Regions from separate parts of the Mus musculus genome. Here region 2 is linked to region 1. Evidence: chromatin contacts called from public HiChIP or PLAC-seq data. All regions are on one chromosome and are shown on one strand. Each heading gives the region's core, a stretch centred on a gene start, on an enhancer-like site or on the middle of the called end of the contact. The rest is flanking DNA. Distances are from core to core; before and after follow the strand shown. Region 1 holds the start of Sorl1 (sortilin-related receptor, LDLR class A repeats-containing). Region 2 holds the start of Sc5d (sterol-C5-desaturase).

What was found. HiChIP or PLAC-seq counts read pairs in DNA pulled down with a chosen protein or histone mark.
Region 2: an H3K4me3 HiChIP or PLAC-seq map of forebrain shows a contact between it and region 1, with 3 times the contacts expected there. The contact joins the promoter of Sc5d here to the promoter of Sorl1 in region 1. A contact is called at or near these places in 2 of 39 promoter capture datasets (hippocampal neurons and pre-B cells), 11 of 484 Hi-C or Micro-C datasets (CD4 T cells, Th1 cells, Th2 cells and 7 more), 8 of 115 datasets of contacts at active chromatin or transcription factors (bone marrow-derived macrophages, effector CD8 T cells, embryonic forebrain and 5 more) and 3 of 9 other capture datasets (adipose tissue, liver and pancreatic islet).

What each region holds. Positions count from the first base shown.
Region 1 is chr9:42,122,298-42,127,172 of GRCm38.p6, reverse strand. Sorl1 (sortilin-related receptor, LDLR class A repeats-containing) reads left to right here and starts at 2,876. Exons shown (of 48, transcript NM_011436.4): 1 at 2,876-3,344. The coding sequence starts at 3,060.
Region 2 is chr9:42,262,804-42,267,680 of GRCm38.p6, reverse strand. Sc5d (sterol-C5-desaturase) reads left to right here and starts at 3,381. Exons shown (of 6, transcript NM_172769.2): 1 at 3,381-3,475.

The DNA of each region.
Region 1 (4,875 bases), core at 1,627-4,126:
AGGACAACTTGTTGTAGATGTTGGTTCTCTTTCTCCACTACGTGGGTCCTGGGAATTGAACTCTGCTTACTGGGTTTGGCAACAAGCACCGCACCTTTCCCTGCTAAGCTGTCCATGTATAGATCCATGCATATTGATTTTTGTAGTGATGTTGTCCAGCATCATAGCAAGGCCGTGGGTAGGGCAGAGAGGGCTAGAATACATCTTCCCCTTGTCTATGGCCCTGGGGAGATGGAGGAAGTACAAGCTTTTTTACAACCCAGATCTGGTTTTGAAGTTAGGAAAACTACCCCGCTTGGATTGCACAACTCAGCTCTGACTCCTGTTCGGGGTGAACTTGCCCTGTGGCTCTTCCGCTCTCACCTCTCACGCTCTTGTAGGAGTCCCAAAGGTAGAGAATAATCTTACCGACCAGGGAACCCTCCTAACCCCTGCCCCAAAAGCATAAACAAAAGAGAAAAGAAAAAACAAACCCACCAAACCCATGTAGAAACTTGCCACAAGACCAGAACCATCATGCAGACCTCCAACGCTGCCTGCACAGTCCTTTGCTGTGGGGAGTGTCACAGTTTTTTTTTTTTTTTTTTACATACACGAGCTCACTTGCTTGGTACTCTGACTGTTAGCAGAGGTGGGGTAAGAACTAAGTCCTCTATTTTATAGGTGAGAAAACGGAAGCTCCAGGGAGGGCATTCAGCCAAGTCCCCATAGCTAGAATTGGGCCTTTGCCTTAAAAAAATTCAGTGTGCTTTCTTTCTCCTGTGCCCCATGGTTCTGCAGCCCACGGTCTCCCCGAGAGCCGACTATCCACCTAAGAATGGCTTAGAATGTAGATAATGATTAGAGAGGAAGGCATTCGAGGAGTAAATTAACCGTGTTCAAGCATTCTTGCCAGTTTTATAGCATTGAAATTACAAATCCAAATCAAAATGAGCAAGTAGCTGGTCCTGCCCTACTAATCCTTCCACGCAAATTGCCACCTGAAGCTGAAGCCAGCAGTTCACAGGGGCAGACCGCTTTGTCTTCCACACAACAACTAGAAGCCGCTTGGGGTTGTTTTCTGCTGAGAGCCTAACTCATCGAAGATGGTTCTCATTAAAGATAGCCTGACAAACAACCGATGATCAAATCTCATGCAGGGTGTTCTGACTGTAGGCTGTTCCTTTAGTCTTCTCCTGGGAGTCAAAGATGGCAGAGGTGCTGATGGTTCAGTGGCTGTGAGTTAGGTGGCTCAACAATCATCTGAGTTGGGGAGGGAAAGGGTTGTGGGAGGGTGGGAGGCTGCAGAACCTCAGCTGGGGCGGGTTGAGGGAGATGAAGGGATGCTGGCATTCTTTCACAGGTGATAGTCATATTTTGAGCTCATAGTTACAGAGGCTGGGAGGGAAGTCTGTGAGCATGGCGTTGGCACCTTCTCAGCTTCCAGCAAGAGCCGGATGCTGCTTCAGCTCATAGGAGGTCTAGCTGTTTTAGAGATAAAACAAGGAGGGCTCCTTGCTTTATGAGAACTGCTTTAGGCGGAGCTAAAGTTCAACTGCTCTACCCACTGTTCTTGGGAGAACAAACTTACTCCACTGAGAAAGGCCCGGTTCCTCTCAATAGCATAATCAACCCTTAAAGGCACCCACCACAATGGCAATACACTTCAACCCAGGGACAAACCCAGTTCAGATCATGACAGGTTCTGGCGGGTTGCCCAAAGCGGTATAGATTGGAGGGAGGGAGGAACGAAGGAACTAGATTAGGCTAACTAGACTGAAGTTGAATGGCAAGTAAACAAGAGACAGAACCAAGCTCCGGGCTTGCTGAAGTGGCAGAAAGGTGTGTGTGTGTGTGTGTGTGTGTGTGTGTGTGTGTGTGTGTGTGTGTGTGTGTGTGTGTGTGTGTGTGTGTGAGAGAGAGAGAGAGAGAGAGAGAGAGAGAGAGAGAGAGAGAGAGAGAGAGAGAGATCGAGAGAGATCACCTTCCCTTCTCTAAACCAATGGACGGCTTTGAGTCATCCCAATAACCAGGACTGGAGTCTGGAGAGACCTAGGATGAAATACAGGTTAATACTTAACTGCTCCCACCAGCTGGGGGAAAAATGTATAAAAGCGGTTACAATCTGGCTCTTGGAGCTGATTTTAAGGTGCATTGAAAGTGCACCCCGTCTTTGGGCATCTGATTCCTCCAGTACATGAGCAGTCTTTACAGCCTTTACAACTAATGGTGTTTGGTTGAAACACACATCTTAGCTCTGAGAGTGGCTCAATGCTGGAACATCTTAAGGGACCAAAGCAGGAGGCTGGTAGGGCCCTGGGCCATGCCTAGTGTAGTTGTCCAGGTGGAGCAAGTATAGCCTAGGTTTTACTGCTTCTGGGCAGGGTGTTTGTCTGCTATACTCTGCTGGACGCAGGGGCAGTTAGTTCAGCTTGATCAAAGGTAGTTTGAGCTGTAGCCATTTCAAGCGCATTTCTGGTAGTTGAAACCACGTAAGTTTCACAAACCAGCAGGTTCATCTTGACTTACTTTGTTGGTGTGCTAAGGGCCAGTTCTGTGGTTTGCTTTCCATTGGAGGTGAACATGAGGCCAAGGCCCAGGAAGGTGGTTGAGTGGCTGCACAAGGTGCAGAGACTGATGGCAGTTTGGGGCGACCAGGGTACCCCAGGAGCCCATGGAGTAGCTAACTCAACCCGGGGAAATAGAGCACGGCGCCCACGCAACTCTTCACTGCGGTAGGGAGGGCGAGGTGTGCGCGAAGGGGACCACGGTGCCCTCAGGCGGGCGCTCCCTGCCTTGACTTCCCCATCCCAGGGGGCGGGGCCGCAGTCGCAGCGAGCGGAGAAAGTGCGCGAAGGGGGACGCGCTGCGAGCTCACACGTGACGGCACGGCGCCGAGCGAGCGGGACCCGGCGGCGGCGGTGGCCGTGGCTGCGGTGGCGGGCGCAGCGGAGCGGCCCGGGCGGCTTGGAGCCCCGGGAGCGGCGCGCGCGGCCCCGGCCCTGGCCCCGCGCTGTCCCGGCGCGCGCTGCACATTCTCTCCTGGCGGCGGCGCCACCTGCGGGAGCGTTCGCCCGAACATGGCGACACGGAGCAGCAGGAGGGAGTCGAGACTCCCTTTCCTATTCGCCCTGGTCGCGCTGCTACCCCGCGGGGCTCTCGGCGGGGGCTGGACGCAGAGATTGCACGGTGGCCCGGCGCCCTTGCCCCAGGACCGGGGCTTCTTCGTGGTGCAGGGCGACCCGCGCGATCTCCGGCTAGGAACGCACGGGGATGCCCCGGGGGCGAGCCCGGCGGCCAGGAAGCCACTCAGGACCCGGCGGAGCGCTGCTCTGCAGCCCCAGCCTATCCAGGTGTATGGACAGGTGAGCACTTCTGCAAGCCACCTCCTTCCAGCCCCTTTCTCTCCCACCACTTCCTCACCCCCGCACCCATCCTTTGCAGTCGCTTCCCAGGTGCTGGCTCCGCTTGGGGACTTCCCGGCTGGCATGTTTGTTTCATTTCTTTTTCTTCTCCTTTCCCCCTGTACATCACATGAGTACAGCCGTCAGCACTCTGGTCGCATAGATCTTTTTTCTTTTTCCTCCTTTCTGTCGATTTTAGCAGATGTGTTCCAGGTAACTGGAAGGGTGCAGAGCCTCTCTTCCCTAGCCTGTATGCAGACAGACTAGGGTAGTTTCTGGCAGGATTTTGAGGGGTACAGCATAAATTTTACATCTGGATAAAAACGGGCATAACCCCCCTCCCTTCCACCCCAACTCCCGTACCATCCTTTGGCAGCGGGAGCGAGAATCCTGCAGTTGTAAAGCACTTAAGCAGAATTGCAGAGGAGGGCATGCCATGTTTATTCTCATGAACCCCAGTAAAGGTGGGCAACTCTCAAAGCGCTACGAATGCCCCTTGTGTACCCAGTAGACATATGTGTGCGTGTGAGCTCGTGAATATCTGCGTGTAAGGCTGGATTCTCTTCGTTGGGAGTACAGCACATCAATCCGTCCCCTTTCCATCCCAGCCCTTCAAGGTGATGGCTTTATTTTAGATAGAAACTATCTCTTATGACACTTGGGATTTGAGACTACTGCAAGAAATTTGCTGGGCTTAATATTCATTAAAGGATTTATTTCTATCCAGGCAATGGGTTTATTAGGTCATAAGTAACACACATTTCACTCATGGCCCCCACTGACTGCTGGGTTGCCAAGTTGAATTTGTCCCCCTTCGTATCAGCGCTGGTGGAATCAATTTGCCCGTATTATTGTCTACTCAGAGACTCCCAGTCCTTCAGTTAAGATTGACATCAGCAAAACTAGAAGGTCGGTGGGAGAGAAATGGTGGGCCTGATGGAGCTGACCAACACAACCATGTCCCAGAGCGACTGTTGCTTTCTAAAGTACAAATTAAGTGATTAGCTGGGGGTTCTGCCTTTCTTCACTGATTTTGGCTATAGCAAAGTCTTCCTTCAGGCCATACATAGAGTTAAGCAATCAACTCCTGGAGCCAGAAAGCGTCTCATAAAACATGCCACCCTATTGTGTCACCCTATTGTGTCACGTTTTGAGTGAAGAAACCCAAACTGTGACAGGTGCGATGACTGGTCCAAGGTCACGCAGGAAAGGGCTGTGAGCACTGTAGTTCTCTTGCCTGCATGGTCTCACTGACCTTTGGGTGCTGGGAGGTGGGGGGTCACCTTGTCTCTGCTCAGTGCTTCCTAAACATCTCCTTTCTAAAATAAAATGTATATATCGTTATGAAGACAGAGGGGCGGTTGTGTGTGGGTGGGAGTAGCTGACATCTGCCCACCACCAGACCACTTGCCCCTGGGCAGGAATGTATACCAGATGACCTGTAACTGCTTGATGGTGTATGTATGTGCGTGTGCGTCTGTGTGTACGTGGT
Region 2 (4,877 bases), core at 2,132-4,631, 140 kb before region 1:
CATATACACACCACATACACTATATGCGCGAGCGCACACACACACACACACACACACTTCACTCTTTACTCTTGTTTATTTTAAATTTCATATGGAAAACATTCTCTTTTCCTATTACCAAGATGCTAGGTCAGAAGGTACACAGCCCAGTGGCTGCTGTTACAAGGGAAATGTAGAACATAGCTAGGCTGGGAAGTCGGTAGGTAAGAGTGTGCCTCTCAAAACTGGAAGGTCAAGTGCCACCTAAAGGAAGCGGCCAGTGTGACTGTACCTAATTATTCACACAAGGAAACTCCAGTCACATTTCCCAGTTGTTTATGGATAGTATACATTTTTTTAAAATGTGAAACGCAGTCAACCAAAGGCAATTAATTACATTAGTCAGACTTTGAATCACTGGGACACAATAGTTTACATAGTTAGCTCAGAGGGGATTTTTTTTTCTTTTACTCTCTTTCTTTTTTTTTTTTTTCTCTGCTCATTGTTTCAGAGGTGTTAGCCCACCATGATGAAGATAGTGTGGTCAAGAAGCATAGAAAGAGATCCAGAGAGTCAGGGCAGGGCTTCCCTTACCAGTGACCTATCCCTAACCAGTCCCTTCATTCCACTCTTTTACTGTCTCCCAGTAGTCTTGATAGAACCCAGTGGGGAAACCCCCACTCAATTCCCAATCCGGCGCGCACCCAAAGAATCATGAATAGACTGCCCTGATGTAATTACACGAGGTCGTTTAATGACGGAGCTCCGGACCGACATGCATCTCACACAGGAGATAACAGATGTCAGCCTCGAGGCTCGAAAGTTAGGGGGTTTTATGGGGTAAGGGGCTTAGGGGTGTGGAATTCAGTATAGCGACACACTATTGGCTTATTCAAACATCAGCAGAAAAATTGCATGTACATGCAGGGTGTCAGAGTTCTGTGAGTTGTTGACTCAGTTCAGATAGCCCTGTTATGTCCTCACATTCCTCTTTATCTTTAAGGTTAAGCTGTTCCCAGGAATGTTTTAACTATGGGGCATACTTGGGTTTGTTTGTCTTTTTTCTCAGCCGCAGGCAGCCTCTAGGCTCACAAACAACCAGCAATTTCTGAGTACTTTATATGACTTACAGGTCTTGAAATTTCACCTTTCTTTCAGTCCTTAAGTTTTGAATCCATAAATGGGCGATACTATTAAGTCAGATCCTATGATTTGATAAAAATGCCCTCATAGCTACACTATGCAGTATGCTTTACTAATCTGTTAGGTGTTTAATTTTTAAAATTTTTGGTGTTGGGGGTAGTGGTGGTGTGTTTCGCCTATACATATTTCTGTGCACTGTGGGTGTGCCTGGTGCCTGCAGCAGCCAGAAAAGGGCAGCCGATTTCCTGGATCTGGAGTTAGAGATGTTTGTGAGTTGCCATGTGGATGCTGGGAAATCTAACCAGGTCCTCTGGAAGAGCAGTCAGTGTTCTTCATCACTGAGCCATCTCTCTAGCCCCGTCTTGTTTATTAATTCAATAGAATGACAACCATCCCAGGAATATCAGAAGATGAAGTGTCAGAAAATGATGAGACGTGCTCAGAAACTGAGTTGGCTTTCATCTGTATTCTAGTATTGGACCATACTTTATTTTATAAACAGAGAGGAGGCTCCTGGCTGTCGAGGAACAACTTGCTTATAGAAGGAATCAGAGTGGAGTCACCCGGTTGCTTCTCCTTTACATCTACACTTCTAGAAATTGCCCAGATGGTGTCAATTTTGGGGATGGGAGAGGAGACCTTGGGAAGTACTACAGTGGAAGCCCCAGGAGAAAGCTGATGACCAGACCCACTAAAGCAGTGCAAAGCCTAGGCTCTCACTCCAGAGCTCACCTGTGGAACTCACACATACTCCTGTCTAGTTTCTCTTAGTGTGGTGGCTGGTTTTCACCACAACTTGCCACAAATCAGCAACGACTGACCAGAGAGCCGCATGGTCCTCATCGTCTCTGTTGATATCAAAGAAGCTACCTTAAGCGCGTGCAGCATTTCTGCCAATAGGCCCAGGAGCAGAGTAGAGAGAGTATGATATCCCTTTAGCTTGCTTGGTCTTCCATCTTCCCCTGGCAGCTGAGCTTGCTTGCTGCTGCTGTCTTTGGTGAAACCCAAACTATTATTTCCAAACTTCCATTGTTGGCTGAAGGCCAGGGACTCTCCAGGTATACAGGAACTGCTGTGGCACTGAGCCTGGTAGACAGACGCTCTACCAGGCTGTTCATTTTTCCAATGTGAGACAGCCATTATAGGACTACTCTGGCTGGCAAGGTAACCAGCCTCGTGGATGGAACAGCTACTAGGGGTTTAGTTCTTCTGGGGTGAGACAACTGTTATTACTTTAAGCTAGTTTCATAAATTTTTTATGTATGTATTCATCTTATCAGTTCTGTTCCTCCAGAGAACACTGGCAAACACACTTTGTTAAGTGTAATTTATAGAGTCATTTTGGACTAGGCTTTTGCCTCAGAGCTCTGGAAGATCAGATCTGGCCAGAACTGTCTCTCATGCTCAATATATCACTTAATCAAACTGGCTTTTGAAATGCCTGGCTCCTTCTAACCAAAACAAAAAAACAAAACAAAACTAATCAATTGGTAGGACCCTGATACCAGAAACAGACGACAGGTCAATCCTCTCTGAAGTAACTCTGAAGTACTAGTCTTTTGGGCCTTTCTTCTTCTTAGGTTCTTTTCATTTTGGCCAATACTGCTGATCCCTACTGCTCACCTTAGGGAGCTCTTGTATTTTATAGAATGGGCTGCTGTCTACATTCCCGAGTCATAATTAGCCAATTTGATCTTTAAGTTCACCTCCCCCACCCCTATCTTTACCTATGTAAACCAGTTGGGCCAGATCATAACCTCTTTCTCTATTTTTATCGCTATTAATAATTGCTTTTTAAATTTACTCTGCTACACATAACTTTCGATTTACATATTTTAACGCTGCATAAGAGGACTTGCAGGGAAGTGACAAATAACTGCGGATTGATGAACGTTTGAGTCACAAAAATGGGACAAAAGACTCCACCATTAACATCAAAGGAAGCGTCATTAATCCTACTTCAGGCTGTCATTTTGCATTCATCCCGGGTCCTTTGCACGATTCTAGTCAACTTTCTGGGCGGGAAGAAAGTGGGAAGGAAAGCAAGCTTCGTCCGCCCCGTAGCAGCATCATGAAGCGCCTGGATAGTCCCGGCAGAGTGCTGGACCTGGTTCGGGGGTGCGGGGAGGCGTGGGGAGCGCGGGACGCCTACGCGGCGACCACGTGACCGCCGCGACCGCGCCGGTCCAGGTCGCGCGATCCGCCGTCACATCAGCTTATTGCGCCGGCTGCTGATTGGCCGGCTGCCTGCACATGGGCGGGGCTCTGCTGAGCGGGCGGTGTCTCGGGCGCTCTGGCTCGTACTCTCCGCTGGCTGTAAAGCCGCGGCTGACGGAGCTGCTGGGCCTGGCAGGTAGGTTCCGTGCGCTGGCAGCTGGACAGCCGCGAGTGGGAGGACCCGCGGGCGGTCGCGAGGATCCCCGGGTGCCCGGCGCCGGTACGGCATCCGCCGCACCCGTGTGGCCGTCCCTGCTAAAGCGCAGGTGGCATGGGGGGGTGGGGGTGGGGGTGGGGGTCTGGCCTGGCGGACACCTTGGTCCCCGGGGCCTGCGATGGGGATAAGGTTATATGGGAGCGGGGAAGGACCCTGGCCCGGTAAAGCTGGGTCCCTGCCAGTGCTAGAGGTTGCCTGCCTACTGTGAACCCCACATCCAGGGTGAGGTGGGAAAAGCTGGTGATTTGCTTTGCCACCGGCACTTCCTGGAGAAGGTACCAGGTTGCGAACCAGCGTCCGATTGAGGCCTAGGGAGGGTGGTGGGCCGTCACTCCCTGCCTTTCTGAAGACCATACGCTGTAGCGTGCACACTTTAAGCATCGTTAAGAAGTCACTCATACTGGCATCCCTTCTTATTGCCGAGTAAATTGGGAGGTGGTACAAGTGGAAACAATATCTCGGCGGCAGCGAAGTTATTTGACTATTTTGTGTTAGTTGAGTTTGCATTTTCATTAGTTGTGTTAAAGTGCTTACCTTCTGACCCTTACTGTCTTACGGACTTTTGCATTCATCCTGTAATATAATGAACGTGGAGAACTCAGAATTCCCCATCTGTATTTGTGACTCTAGGGAAGTAATGCTGTGTAGAACTTTTTGTGTAGGCTTTACACATCGACTGCTCCTTACAGAACAAAGCTGTTTAAGGCATTGCGCCTTCACTGTCCTGTTTATTAAGATTATACGCGGACACACGTTATAGACTTGTGAGAATTAGATGGGAGAATCTCTCCATCACTCCTCCAGATGTGTAAAGGCCGGATGAGAGGTACTGCAGAGCATCCAAGAGCTTTGGAGACTGAAGCAGGAGAATGCAAGTTCCAGGCCACATAGCCAAAGGGGGGAGGGGTGGAGTGCTTAAAATAATATGTAGTATTTTTTAAATATATAAATGGCTAGTTATTGTTCCTGTACTTTTTTCAGTTAAGAAAAATATAATAGTTTTAAGTCATTTAAGTATAATAGTGGATTTATATATGTTTACTTATTTATCTGATGCTGGGATAGGAACCAAGGCTTTGGACATACTACACCAAAGGAATATCCCTGAATTATACCCCAGGCCCATTTAATTGATAACCATGTTTTAAAGTCAAAAATTGTGGGTTTTTTTTCTGCCAAAGCAGTATACTATTTAACGTAAACTTACATTTCAAGCAATAATGCCTAATTATCTTAGAGTCCATGAGCTGTCTTTGACTTTAAGGGGTTGCACCTTTACAATTTACATACAATTTGGTATGGCCATGTGGGTGTTTCTCAC